4 separate regions of the Gossypium hirsutum genome follow, and regions 1, 3 and 4 are each linked to region 2. The links are chromatin contacts, called in public Hi-C maps. All regions are on one chromosome and are shown on one strand. Each heading gives the region's core, a stretch centred on a gene start, on an enhancer-like site or on the middle of the called end of the contact. The rest is flanking DNA. Distances are from core to core; before and after follow the strand shown.

Region 1 (3,395 bases), core at 39-2,538, 740 kb before region 2:
TATTCATTGAGTAGGGGCATCTTAATAATATTCAACGCATTAATAAAAGTTTTTTAAAAAATTCCTCATTTAACATTGTTCATTTTGATGTCAAATAAAATAAAATAAACTCTGCTTAGTTGCAACATATGAATTGTTAAGTCATTGCATTATAACCTGTTAGAAGTCATCACACTTAGAGGTACTTAACACTATACTTCTCTTAAGGACATTTATCATTTCTGCAAGTGAATACTATGGCAGATTATCTAACAGTAAGCACAATGTGGTGAGACACAACAAATGCATCTATTATTTTTACCATCCTGCATTAAATATCCTTCATTAATGCTTTTATCCTGACCCGAGAACTGCTCTTCTACGCTCCTTTCCTACAATTTCAACCAAATTTCTGTCTCCCTGCTAATACTAACCTTTTTTTTTTAAAAGGACAACCCTTACGCACAACAATTAACCATCTTTATGCTTTCAAGAGGTTTATATGCATCCCTTAAAACAATATAGAATCAATTTCCTACCTGTATACTTGAGAAAATAACTATAATCTTAACAATCCCTTCAACATTTCCCCAACTCTTAAGAGAGAAAAATAAGAGAAGGAGGAGGAGTAAGAGTCCAAGGACAAGTGAACATACGTTTTAGACAAAGCATCAAAAAGAGTCTGTGCCTCACTGGTAACTCCAACACCAAACCTCTCTGAATCAGCCTCAGCTTGCCTGCAAAAAGCAAATATATATATATCCAACTCAGTGAAATTCTAATAAGACAAAACCCTAGATATGAGGAAATCAGTTACCTAATAGCAGAATCTTCTCTTGCTTGAAGGCTAGTAAGGTCTAAAAAACATTTCTTAACATCAAGAGGATCTTCATCTTGGCGCAATAAAGAGAACTCTTTAATGTGATTAGCCTTCAGCAGCCGAATGTTCCTTCTGGGTCCTGATTCCAAACCCTCCTGAAGTACGAGGATGTTGGAGAGGCGGTCGAAACTGATAATTTGACCTTCAAATTCGTCGCCCAAAGTTGTCTTAATTGAAAGGAAGCAACCCACTGCGAATTCCTCACCTTCCATTCCTTATTTAACCTCTGCTCAGTGCACCTTCACCTTGTTATGCTTGATTTATGAACTTTTTCCTTTTTTATTTGAGGACCAGAACAAGTCAACAATGAGATGGGCCGAAACTTTATTGGTTTCATTGCAGTAGGCCTAATTACATTTACTGTTATCTGCTTCTTCCCATCTTGTCTATATATTTAAGAGCATTTTATCACAAGCAAAACAAAAATAAAAACTTATGCCTCTCAATTTTTTATATATTTATTTCTTTAAAGGAATAACTTATATTAGACAAATTTTAGACATCATTATAACATTATCAAATTATCCATTAAAAGTATCCAAGTATTATCATTCACTCATTTATATCTAATATTTTTTACTAATTTCATTTAATTTTAACTAAATTTTAAAATAATAAACAACTTTTTTCTTCTTTTACAATTTTAATTATTTTTAATATTTTTCCAAAATTTAATATTTTTTTATTTTCTTCAACCAATTTTTAAAAATTGTTTTTAGCTTCTAGGCAGTTGATGTTTTCTTTTTCCATTTTAAATGGTTTTCTATTTCATATATTTTAACTTTTAATCAAATAATGAAGTGGTGGCTATAATTTTTCAACTTTCTACTAAGGTTTTTTTTATTTTTTTCTTAATTTTCAATTTTTTATCTCTTCTTTTAATTTTTAATTATTTATTTTAGATTTTTCAAAAAAAATTAGCTATAGTTCCGACATAATTTTTTTTCTAAAATTTTAATTATTTTTATGTCATTTAATTAAAATTAAATTAAATTAGAGAAAATGTTATATATAGATAATTGTATAGTACTATTTGTATATTTTTAAAATTTGATGATATTATATTATTTTATTGATATCTACAAACTAAATATTTTAAAATGATTTAAATTTAAAGTTAATCTCATTTTTTAATATTTTATTATAACATATTTTTTAATATTTTATGCTATTTTTATAGAACACTTAATATATTTCCATCACTTTATTTTATAACATCCTTCCCGAATTAAAATCATATGAGAAAAAATATTTTTTTTCATGTCATTTGGGTAAAAAATCTTTCTTCATTTTCTTCGTCTTTCTTCATCCATCAAGTCAAATAATTTTTTTCCAAAATTTATGTTTAAAATTATGAATTTCAAATAAATACTCAAATTTACATATGTCAAATAAAATCTAAATAAATACAAAACATCTCCTTATACAATAAACCGCCTTAAATTTTATTTAGTTTTTATTTAAAAGAGATTATTTTTCAATCAATCAAAATTTTTCTGGTGTTATAATTCACACCATTATGAGTTATAAATAATTAAACTCTTGAGAATATCTACTGTTTTATTTTTATTATATTGACCGGTTAAATTAAACACCAAAAAATATCTTTAGTCAAGTTAAAATGTAAATCTTTGAATCGAGGTATGGAATTGATTGTAAAGAACAATCAATAAAAGGGTCAATAAAATGAAAAGAGAATTCGCATCATTTTGAATAAGAAAGGTAGTGATGTTGAGATTTTACCAAAGATCAAAGTTATAATTAAAACATGGTGAAATCATGATATTAGTAAAGGCTTATGTAGACTGTTGCTTTCCATCAAACTAAGTCAAATAAATTTCACGACATCCAGGATGTTTTGTCCCTGAGAAAATATTCTCTATCTTTAACCACATATAAATAGTAATCTAAATTCTTTCATGCATGATATAATAATCTCACTTTTGTACCTATGATTTTGATCTCTCTCCAACTTAGTTTGTAAACGAAGTAACTTACTTGTTTACTTAAATAATGCACTCACAGCAATGAATTACTAATTAACATAAGAAGTGTTAACAACTTTTAGTAAAAACTTATATAAGTCTTATGAATATATGTTATTTTGACTTGCAAACCTACTAGATCATTTACAATCTCAATCCCCATCAAAGTAGCAATGAAATCAACATTAAGAATATTCTAATAAAGTCCAAAATAAGTCATGGATCTTTAAGATAAGATTTACAAGTCATGTAACACCCCAAACCCAGTCCAGTCATTATGGCTGAATTCGAAAAGCTACATTGGCCACCGGAATAGCTGAGAAAAACTTTCTTGATTTCAAACATATTTTTTTAAACCATTCACGCAATTTGTGTAACACTCCTTACCCATGTCCGACGCCGGGACTGGATACGGGGTATTACCGGACTTAAACATACACATACATGTAAAATCAGGCCATAAGATTTCCTTTAAATACAAAACTATACATACACATGCAACTCGTCCCTTATACGGGCCTACGAGGCCCAAAACATACATCGGGGGTGGT
Region 2 (3,465 bases), core at 792-3,291:
GAACCACCAATGGTATCCCATTTGTCTTTGCACATTAAACCACTCCTTTCAAATCCTAAACACCCCATCTTAGCGGCGATTTCCTCCCACAAAACCACCTCTTCTGAATACCCTACTTGTTGGAACCTTGTTTCCATGGCGGTCCTCAGCTGTATGAGCCTAGAAACCTCAGCTTCTTGCCACCCATCAGCCTTAACAGTGTGGTTAATTGTTCCATTCCCATTTTCATTATGGTTTTCACCGTCAGATGATGCCGCCTTCAACTGTTTGCCAGCCAGGTTCTGTAATGCCTCCATTAAAGCAGCATCACGAGCTTCAATCCATGCTCTCTCTTTAGCCCAAAACTTATGCTCTCTATCTATTCTTATTGCTGCTTCTTTCCTCCATTGTTCTTCCCTTAAAACCCTCTCTTGCTCCTTTTCCTCGAGCGTCTTGGTCAGTTTCACAAGCCATGCCTCTTGCCTCTCCATTAGCTTCCCGATTTGCGAGTCGATGAACTCTTTTATCTTGGCTTTCCAGCTTCTGCAACCCCTTTTCTTTTTCAGCTTTGCACTGCTTAAATCATTGTTATCTGAGGAACAAGTGTCGAATTTTGAGGAACTTGAGAGACTAAGACTATCACTGCAAAGCTTTTGCGAGTGATAGATCTCTTGATTTGCTTGAGTATTGATGCTATTTTGAGCGCCATGAAACAGAAAACTGTTGCCGATTAGGGGAGTTTCTTGGCCTAAAACTCCATTGTTGTTGCTGGTATCCCCATATAAAGCTTCAAGTTGACGAAAGAATCGATAGTGTTTACCATCCTGTCTCCCAGCCTTGCCTTCCTTAGTCTTTTTATAATATTTATACAAGTTTTCGAATTTCTCCCTGCATTTTTTCCCACTCCTTTGGTACCCATGTTCCTCAAACATGACTCTACAGCACCAACAAAAAAGGGAAGGAAATGGCAATAAATTAAACTTTAAACCTATTAGAAAACAGATGAACCCTAATTCAAATTTGTATGACCATGGAAATATCATGTGATGAATGTTGATAAAGCTCTTATTTGACCATTCAAAATTGAAAAATAAAGATGGGTCTTTCGGCAAGGGACTGATGAAAACGTCTTTTCATGGATAAAACTTGCAGATGGGTACTTAAAACATCCAAAAGGTTAGTCATTTTTATAGTAAAAACCAGTAAAAACTTGCACAATAATGGAGGCAACACATTTTCAAAGGAAAAAAAGAGAGCAAGTCAGTTGAAGACTATAGAAATGATCAGCTATCGTTTATTTTCTTTAAAAATAAATAAAAGAAGAAAACTCGTGTAATACTGTTCCTGGTTTGAACCCCATTTCATATCTTTAAAAGGAGAAACAATCCATGGAGTGAAGTTGCTAGCTTTGGGAATGGAAGAAAATAGAGAATTAGGGTATGGAGAGCATGGAAGAATAAATATATTATTTGTATATACCTGGAAACTTCATCCCACAAAGGACCCTTTTGATTAGCTTCTTTGAACTTGGGGTCGAGATGAGATCTGATCTCAAGAAGTGTTAAGGTCTCTTGTCTCGGCCACCTTCCATTTCCTCCATCACCTCCAAAAGCAGTGGCTTCACCGTCGAACCCACAGCTGGGACTAAGTGTGGAAGCACTAGTGACAGTGGCAACAGCAGCCATGGGAGTGGCATTAGTATTACCAGTAGAATCAGAAGGGAACTCATGTCTACCCACCATTTGCATCACATCGAAGGGGTGGTGGGGTTGCTGCGGTGGCGGCAGATTCCGGTGGTGGCCGGGGGAGAATAACTCAGTATCCTGTGGAATTGCTTGGAAATTGATGGGTTTTCCGTTGAGTAGTTGCCTAAGATCGGGTATGGCATATTGATGGTGACGATGATCCTCCATTTCCATATCGATTTATGAACCCAAAAAGAAAAAAAACAATGGAAAAGGAAAAGGAAAGAGTAGAGTAAAGCTAAAAAAATAAAAATAAAGAGTGAAAGAGAAAGGTTTTAATAGAGAGAAAGAGTGTATGAAAGAGAGAGAAAGCGGCAGACTCGGATCGTGTCGTCCACGAAAAATCTCCAAATTAAGCTTAGGCCAACGGTCCCACACACTACAAATATACGTATTTTGCTACAATCCTTTCCAAAATTACCTACATTTGTACATAGTTGGAGTGCCTATTAATCCTAACCCAGGTTAATTTGGGTGTACCTTAATTTGGATTTTGATATTTATTTTGTATCCGCTTATTTTAAGTAAAAGAATTTTTAAATTTTTTATAAAAATATTTATTCATTCTTTTTCAATTTATAAGAGTAAATTAATTTATGTTAATTTTAAAAGTAAAAGTGAATAATTAAAGATAATTAATTATGGTATTAATATCTTTAATCAATTGCAAACGATTTTAGCTCTCGATGTTTATATATTTTGTCAATTTAGTCTAAGTTCTAAAAAATTTAACAAATTTAGTCTCAATATTTAGCATTTACATAAATGTTGCAGGATAAATTTGTTAAGTTATTACCAAATTAACAAAATGTGTAAATTTTAATGGCTAAATTTATTATTATACTAATCAAAATTATGTACAAATGATAGAAAACATTAACGTCATGGTTAATTATTCTTAGTTTCTCACATTCAAAATTGATAGGAATTAAATTGCGCAGATTTTTTAGAAGGACTAATTTGTCCGATTTCAAAATTAAAAGAAACTAAAAATACATTTTTACCGATTTTTTTAAATTTATCATTTTAAATTATTTATTCAAATTATTGTTAATCCAAGCCACTCTAGATTCTAATCATTTTAGGTTTGAGTTATTTTGTGTCCAAATCATTTTGAATTAAACAATTTTAAATTAAAAACTTAAATTATTAATTTTTTATAATAAAATTAAATTAAATCGATATCGAACTGGTTTTTGAATTGGGGCGAAAATCAAGGGTAGTGTCAAAACATTCCAATCACAACCCATTCCTCGACCGCGAGAAAAACCTTTGGGCCCTTTGGGGCTTGGAAGCCTTAAACACTTCATCATTTTGATAGATTCTTAAGCTGAATTTGTCAATTGTCATTCATTTCTGCACCTTCCTCTATTGATCCTTATTACCAACACATTTAATTCAGGTTTTCTATATTTGATATTATTTAGTGACTTTCGCTATTGTTTGGATAACCTTTGTTAGCATGTTCATTACCACTAATATAATTTTAATAACCTATGATATTCGATATAGTTGTATTAACCTTTGGCATACTTTCAATTTGGTAGCTTTTGATATAATTTTAATAACTTTTAATATGATTTTTATAACCCTTTGATATAAAGTGTGTCGAAACCATTTTTTTGAAAACAGGAAATCAACTTTTGAAAACGAAAAGTTGGAAGTCGCCACCAATCGTTTTTAATAGGGTGTGATTGGACCACCTCAAAACACGGTCGTTTTTAATAAATAAATAAATTTT
Region 3 (3,525 bases), core at 848-3,347, 620 kb before region 2:
AGAATTTAAGCTAAATGAGTTATGTGTTAATTTACAACTGTAAAATCTACCTGCATATCTGCTCATATAATTCACAACTGATACAAGACTTGAGTTTAGAAATTCAATTGAGAGAACTTTACTCATTCAAATTGCACCTCTACATGTAAGTATTTCCTCATGAGTTGAATAATAGATGATGTGAATTTGGCAAATACCTCGCATTCCTTGTGTGGCTTGGCTTTTGAAATAACCCTAAAAATAATAATTTTCTTAAGATTTGGGCATCGTTTTAGCAGCTCCTCTACCCTTCTCCCTTTTCCCTCTCCTGAAAAATACGAAATGGTATACATATACAAACAAATATCCGGCAGGGGAAAATGTGTGCAGAATCGATTAGCTTCAGGTACTGTACCTGAAGGAAAATCAAATTGGATGACTTGATTCAATTTGTCTATGATTTTAGCTGAATCTTTGAGAGGAGGAGTTGACTCGAATAATGAATTGATCTCCTCGTGAACAGTTGCAGAATCTATTTTAATTCCCCTTGGACAAATCATCAGAAAAAAAAATCATCAATCAAAATGCAAAACAAACCCTAGTTGAATTGAACTTACAACAAAATCCAGTTGATTTGGGCTTCAAGTTGATCTGCTTTCTTTTAGATTGATTTGAACTTAAGATTGTCGAATAACCAAAAGAAAACAAAATTTGAAACCGTTGAGAAAATTTAATCTAAGAAAAGGTATTTTTGGAGGAGAAAAGAAGGGTCATTCGATGGAGAGGTTGGAATAGCCATTCGACACCTCCTCCCCTGAATGGCTATTCAGCGATTTTTAGAATGAACCTGTAATCCCCATTCGACGTTTTAAGCATTCAGCCAACCAAACGACTGTTTTCCTTTAGAGTTTTGAACCGTGTAGTAATGGAATAGCAATTCTATTGAACCAAACATAGTGTAAGGATTAGGTTGAAATAGAATTAAAATTTAGGGTATAAATTATAAATAACAGAAAATAGGCTGTTGAGGACCTAGATGAAACACGCTGAAACAAATGAGGGATTGATTGGGAAATATCCCTAGCCCTCATGCGCTGCGTTTCGTGATGGACCATACTGAAACGAACACAAAAACACGCGACAAAAATTTAAAAAAAATAAAAAAGCAAACAATGGCCACATTACAAGACGTCGCAAAAGCGGAGGAACTTCACACGCAATTATCCCATTCACCACAAAAACACGCGGATCCTCAAGGGAAATGGGTCAAGTCATGGGTCAGAGGTGAAGACAACGTTGTTTTGGCCTCTGAACCCACATATCAAAATGGCGTTGTTTACTTCTTATTACTTAAGTCAAAATTTTTTTAAAATTTCATTTTTTACCAGTTTTTTTTTTTAAAAAACTCAAAGAACCCCCCATTTTCTCTCAACTCTTTGCTAGGGTTATGAAAACCCTTCATTTCCGTTGTTTGACCGCTGTACCGCCACGGTATTCGGTGGCCGACGATGCGCCAAAATGGGCCTTTTAGCCCTGTTTCAAAAGGAGTTCGAAGGTCTAGCCTTCTTGACCCGAAAAGAACTAAAAGAAGAGATCCTCACCCCCTTTCGATCCCAACGACGGAAGAGAGACCTCCGGTAACGTAACCACGGGTGATTCCGATGAGACCTTCTTCTCTTTCCTTTTATTTATTTTATGCCTCTTTTTAGAAATAGATTTGTTCAAAAAAATAAATAAATAAAAATAAAAGGAAAACAGGAAACGAAAAGAACAACTAAAATAAAATAAAAAATCAACATTGTTAAATTTCTGCTTTTTTCTTTTTGATTTACTCGTGCGCATAAAAAATTACAAATGTGAAGAATCGAGCTTTTATAGCCGATTAAGATGACTATCCACTTTATATTTTTTGTCGTTTTTTGCTTGGTTTCTTCTACTGCTTGTGTATTGCTCTCTGTCTTGCGTGTGGATCTTTATTTTGCAAGTGTTAGAGAGGTGCTAGGCGTATGGAGGGGGTGGCATTTGAGGAGGCGGCGTGCGAGGTGGCCTAAGGGCAGACCGACCTAGGTGTGGCACACCTAGGGTTTCCCTGGGCTGAAGGTGTTTAGTTTTTGGGCTAGGATTGGTTTGGGCTTGTTGGGTTTGTTGGGTTTTAATTGTTTGGGCTGTCTGATATTGGTCTGGGTTTGGGTTAGTGATTGGGTTGATTTGTAAGTGGACTATTAATGTGCTGGATCCTTTATTATTTATTTGGGTTTTATTTTGTTTGGATGATTTGGGCCAAAATTGGCTATTACATTGTAATTTAATAATTTATTGACATCATCCATATTCATTTTACGGTCTATGTTCCGAGTTTATAGCTATTTCTCTTAATAATATTGTCAACAAAATTCGAATTTATATTCTCTTTTTAGAAATGCAATTTATCTTACTATCGCACCTAACACTTGATTGTTAATTTATTTTATTTAATCTTATAAAAATAATATAAAAAATTTATTTAAACTGATTTGATTGGAGATAGCAACAATCACTCAACTCACACCTAATGTCATCTCCATCCATATGGAACAATCACATTTTATCCAACTTGTAACTCATTAATTTTTTAAAAAAATCTTAATATAATCGACCAAAAACAATAATAAAATGAGCTTTTAGTGAAACATCAATGTAGAACTTAGATAAATAAAAACCACCCAAAACAAAAAATGAACATGATTTTTATTTAGTCATTGTCTCATTGAAAGAATGAAAGCTCAACCTTTGGGCTGTCTGCTTGGGCTTAGCCACAAAGGCCTCATAAAGTAGTTATCTTTATAAGACCTAAATGACCATTATTAGATTAATCCTGCTTTGCTTCATAAAGTAGAGATTTTAATGTCAAACTCTTCTCTCTATATAACGTACTTTATAAAAGAATCTTTGAAAAAAAAGAGACTGAAAGTATATTAAAAGGTATTTAATAATACCAATTCATCATTACATTTTGTCACAGATCTTTTATTTTTTTTTTGAAACTTTGAACTGTTTTTCTTTTTACAAAAATTCTGAATTGTAATGTTGTTCTTGATTCATGTATTCGGTCGGGGGTGTTGCATCATTGGCCTGCTTCAATATTTTATCACTCTCTCTCTGTATATTATATTCTATATTTGCGGGTTAAGCTTAATATAGATTGGGCCGTGAACCTAATTTTGAGTTATAATCCGGTCCATTATTGTATTTTTCCATTTGGAGCTGGAGAAAAAAAATTTATTTAGGTTTTAGCTCAAAACTTAATTGTTGTTTGAAGAATTATAAAATTTTTAATTTTTAATTTAATTTAGATATAACACTAATTAAGTGATAATCAATTTAAAATATTAAATTTAATTAAACATGGATATAAGGTTTAATTAAGTGATATTAATAGTAAAACAAACATACACGATTAGATTACTTTTGTTATTAGCATATCTATAATCTATAATTTATATAAAAGCACAATTTTGGAAAAACTTTTGAACCAACAAGAATATCATTTATTTACATTTAAAAATA
Region 4 (3,155 bases), core at 292-2,791, 710 kb after region 2:
ACTTGATAAAGTGATACTTACCAAATTGATAGGACCGCTAGCAATACTCCTAAACTTATCGAAAAAGAAGAAAAACGAAGGGAAGAAAGAAAAATAGAAGGGAATTTTCGGCAGCAAAGGGGTTTTGGGAAAAAGAAAACGGCAGAGAGCAAGAGCTTTTGTTAAAAAGAAATGAAGAATCCCTAAACCCCAATTCAGATTTCTGATAAAGCCCAACTATTAGCCAAAACTTGCAGCAAAAATAATCCCATCGCTATTGTAGGGAATCGAACTCCAGACCCTAAGCGTGATCCCTTGCCATCTAACCACTAGACTAGTAAGCCCATTCTGTTAGGTTTTTACCAACAATCCCTTATAAGCCCACTGACTTAAAGTCAGGCTTTATTCAAATAAAAAAAAACCCAAAATTTAGCCCAAGTTAAAGCTTGAACTTAAGACCTCCCAAACACACCCCAGAGCACATAACCACTTAAACCAACATGTTTAAAGCCAAAAATAACACAGACCCAGTTGTTCAGTTATTTCCATGCTCAACAATTACAAAAGCCGAAATTAAAGAAATTTGGGGCATTACAGCAAGGGGTGACAATATTTATATATGTATCATCTAGATGTTAGATGAAAGTTTTAACCGTTGTTTTAAGCAAATTTTGAGAAGATTAAATTTTACTATTAGTCTTTATACATTTCAAAATTTATGGATTTAGTCCTTGTATTTTAATTTGATCATTTTTAGTACATGTACTTTTCAAAATGATTGATTGTAGCCCTTGTACTTTTTAAAATTTTGAAATTTAAAATTTTAGTCTTGACTCAAATAGAAGCAGTTAATTTTGTTTGGTCAAATTCAATTACTAATCTTTTAGTATGTGTACAATTGTAGGTTTGGTCCATTTTCTCCAATTTGATCATTCTAAGTCCATATGCTTATTGAATTTGAAATTTTTAGTCTTAACACAAATGTCAGTTGTTAATCCATTAACTAAATTTGTAGTGAGTAATATGTAGAAATAATAAGCTGACATAGCATTACATACAATAATATGTTTGGCGCATCAAGTTTTAGAAACAGAAGAACTTAACTTAATAAATTTAACAATTATCATTTGATGAAGATTAAAATTTTAAAATTCAAAAATTACATGAACTAACATTGATAAAATTAAAGTATAGGGACTAAATTCATAACTTCCATAAATTATAGGGACTAATAGAAAATTTGAACGTTTTGAGAATGGGAGGAATTGTTTATATTGGAGAAAATAGCATGAGATATTTTATTCTCACGTAAACAAAACATGGCTTAAAATTAACTAATATGTTTGTATATCGTTTGGCTTCAACCTTTAAAAATAATAAATAAAATACAAACCGACCGACCACGCAATCCAAGTATCATAAATGTTAGGAAATCAAAATGGGGCCGCATTACAAACATTTTTGAGTGAAGACAAGAAAGGTAACAGTGACTTCTAAATGCACCGTCATTCCATGCATCCACATAATACGTCCAATTTTATAGCTTGTCCACTTCACACGTGTTCATTCATCTCACCCGCCTGTCAGAGAGTGCCCTTACCTCGTTTTTGGACGGACCTTATGCATCCACCAATCCATCCCCGGCCCTTTTAAGTCAAACCACTTTCTTTCACTATTATTTTCTAACAACAATTTTATTCAAACTTTTTCAAATTATTAATTTTGAATATAAATTTATATTTAAAAATAATATATAATAATACATAAACATGTATAAATCAAAATAGAAATATATATTAAATTATAAGTAAAATAAAATTCAAACACTTATATATCATATTAATAATATTAAATTAATATAATTATTTAAATAAATATGTGATAAAATTATATATTGAATTCTCAATTTATAATTTAATTTCTCCTCTAAAAGAATTTTTGGATTCATCTGTGCATATTAAGACATATCAATAATAAATTAATTAATAATTTTAAAAGGATTAAAAAGAAATATATAAACTGAATCAAATCTAAAATGTATTATTGATTTTTTTAATAAAATTATTTATTGTGCAAATCACTAAATAAATCTCATAATGTGTATATTTTTAACATATATGTTACTAATCTAGTGCATATTTATATATATTAAACTTGGTTAGACATGCAAATGCATGTAATCAAATTCTTTTGTTTTTGGGTACCATTACAAGCTTACAAACAGGGGAGGAGATGTAATAGCATAGAATTATATCTTAGATCTTGAGGGAAAAATATTTATTAAAGAGGGAAAAAAAGGTTTTTTTTAGGAAAAATGAGTGATTAATTATGAGAAGTGGGAGATATCAAGTTTTATTCTATTAATTAGATGTTGGTTTATTTTAAGATAGTCTGGGTTAGAATTCGAATTCTTATATAAAAGAAATTGTGAAAAATGGATAATTTTTTAATTAAATGAGTAAAATCCTCAAAAAGATTTATTTTTGTATTTATGCATGTATTATCCAATTGAGTGAAAATAATTTATTGTTAGTATAGATAATGAGGTTTTGTTGAAGCAGAAGGTTTGAGATTTTATTGAAGTTGAAACCATTTGCATTTTGTACCTCCTTTTTGCTTTTGTTTTCAAAAAGTTGATTTTGCAATATACTATTTTCAAATTACATTTACATCCAATTTGCATGCTTGTTTTATTGTTTATGTGGAAATAAATTTATATAATAAAAAAAAACTAAATGAAGAAATGGTAAAAGTTTGAAATCAAATCCCATCAGTAAATTTTAACATGATTTGAAATGAAAATAATATCCCACAATAATTTTTATTATTACATAAAAATAATCAATTGAAACTCTAGATAATAGATGAAGTTGTTTTCAAAATATATTATTTTATTCAATCCTTTAGTGCAATGGAATTGAGTTAATTTTTGTAGAATTGCATTAAATTACCAAAAATATTTGCTAGAAATTAAATTAAGCAAGCTTATCTTAGAAATAACATAGGATACTCTTTGAAAGAATTCCATAATAAATTTGTTCCCTCAAGTGCACATGGAACAATTTTGCTCTAATTCACCACAACTTCACAAAGGACAAGAAGGAGTATATATATAGTATTGTAAACATTTTTTTCAATCACATTTTTCTTGATAGATATATTTTATTCTTAAAAAA

What was found. Hi-C and Micro-C count contacts between places; a contact is called where the count stands out from the background.
Region 1: a contact with region 2 is called in a Hi-C map of leaf, with 3 times the contacts expected there. The contact joins the promoter of LOC107952762 here to the promoter of LOC107934460 in region 2. A contact is called at or near these places in 3 of 34 Hi-C or Micro-C datasets (callus and leaf).
Region 3: a contact with region 2 is called in a Hi-C map of leaf, with 2.6 times the contacts expected there. The contact joins the enhancer-like site here to the promoter of LOC107934460 in region 2. A contact is called at or near these places in 6 of 34 Hi-C or Micro-C datasets (callus, leaf and petal).
Region 4: a contact with region 2 is called in a Hi-C map of leaf, with 3 times the contacts expected there. The contact joins the enhancer-like site here to the promoter of LOC107934460 in region 2. A contact is called at or near these places in 2 of 34 Hi-C or Micro-C datasets (both in leaf).

The regions. Positions count from the first base shown.
Region 1 is chrA01:57,721,070-57,724,464 of Gossypium_hirsutum_v2.1, reverse strand. It overlaps LOC107952762 (protein LSM12 homolog), which reads right to left and starts at 1,288. Exons shown (of 4, transcript XM_016887929.2): 1 at 797-1,288; 2 at 636-716. The coding sequence starts at 1,071.
Region 2 is chrA01:56,980,721-56,984,185 of Gossypium_hirsutum_v2.1, reverse strand. It overlaps LOC107934460 (trihelix transcription factor PTL), which reads right to left and starts at 2,041. Exons shown (of 2, transcript XM_016866892.2): 1 at 1,459-2,041; 2 at 1-915. The coding sequence starts at 1,898.
Region 3 is chrA01:57,597,358-57,600,882 of Gossypium_hirsutum_v2.1, reverse strand. It overlaps LOC107955617, which reads right to left. Exons shown (of 6, transcript XM_041087301.1): 2 at 597-618; 3 at 395-524; 4 at 198-307. Among protein-coding and RNA genes, the nearest start is that of LOC107955617, 44 kb to the right of the region's middle. Within about 2 kb of position 2,097, at least 2 of the 9 cell types and tissues checked have an H3K27ac peak or open chromatin away from gene starts, as enhancers often do. A contact at or near this core is called in leaf, where this site is marked.
Region 4 is chrA01:56,273,812-56,276,966 of Gossypium_hirsutum_v2.1, reverse strand. No RefSeq gene overlaps it. Among protein-coding and RNA genes, the nearest start is that of LOC107935674, 24 kb to the left of the region's middle. Within about 2 kb of position 1,541, at least 3 of the 9 cell types and tissues checked have an H3K27ac peak or open chromatin away from gene starts, as enhancers often do. A contact at or near this core is called in leaf, where this site is marked.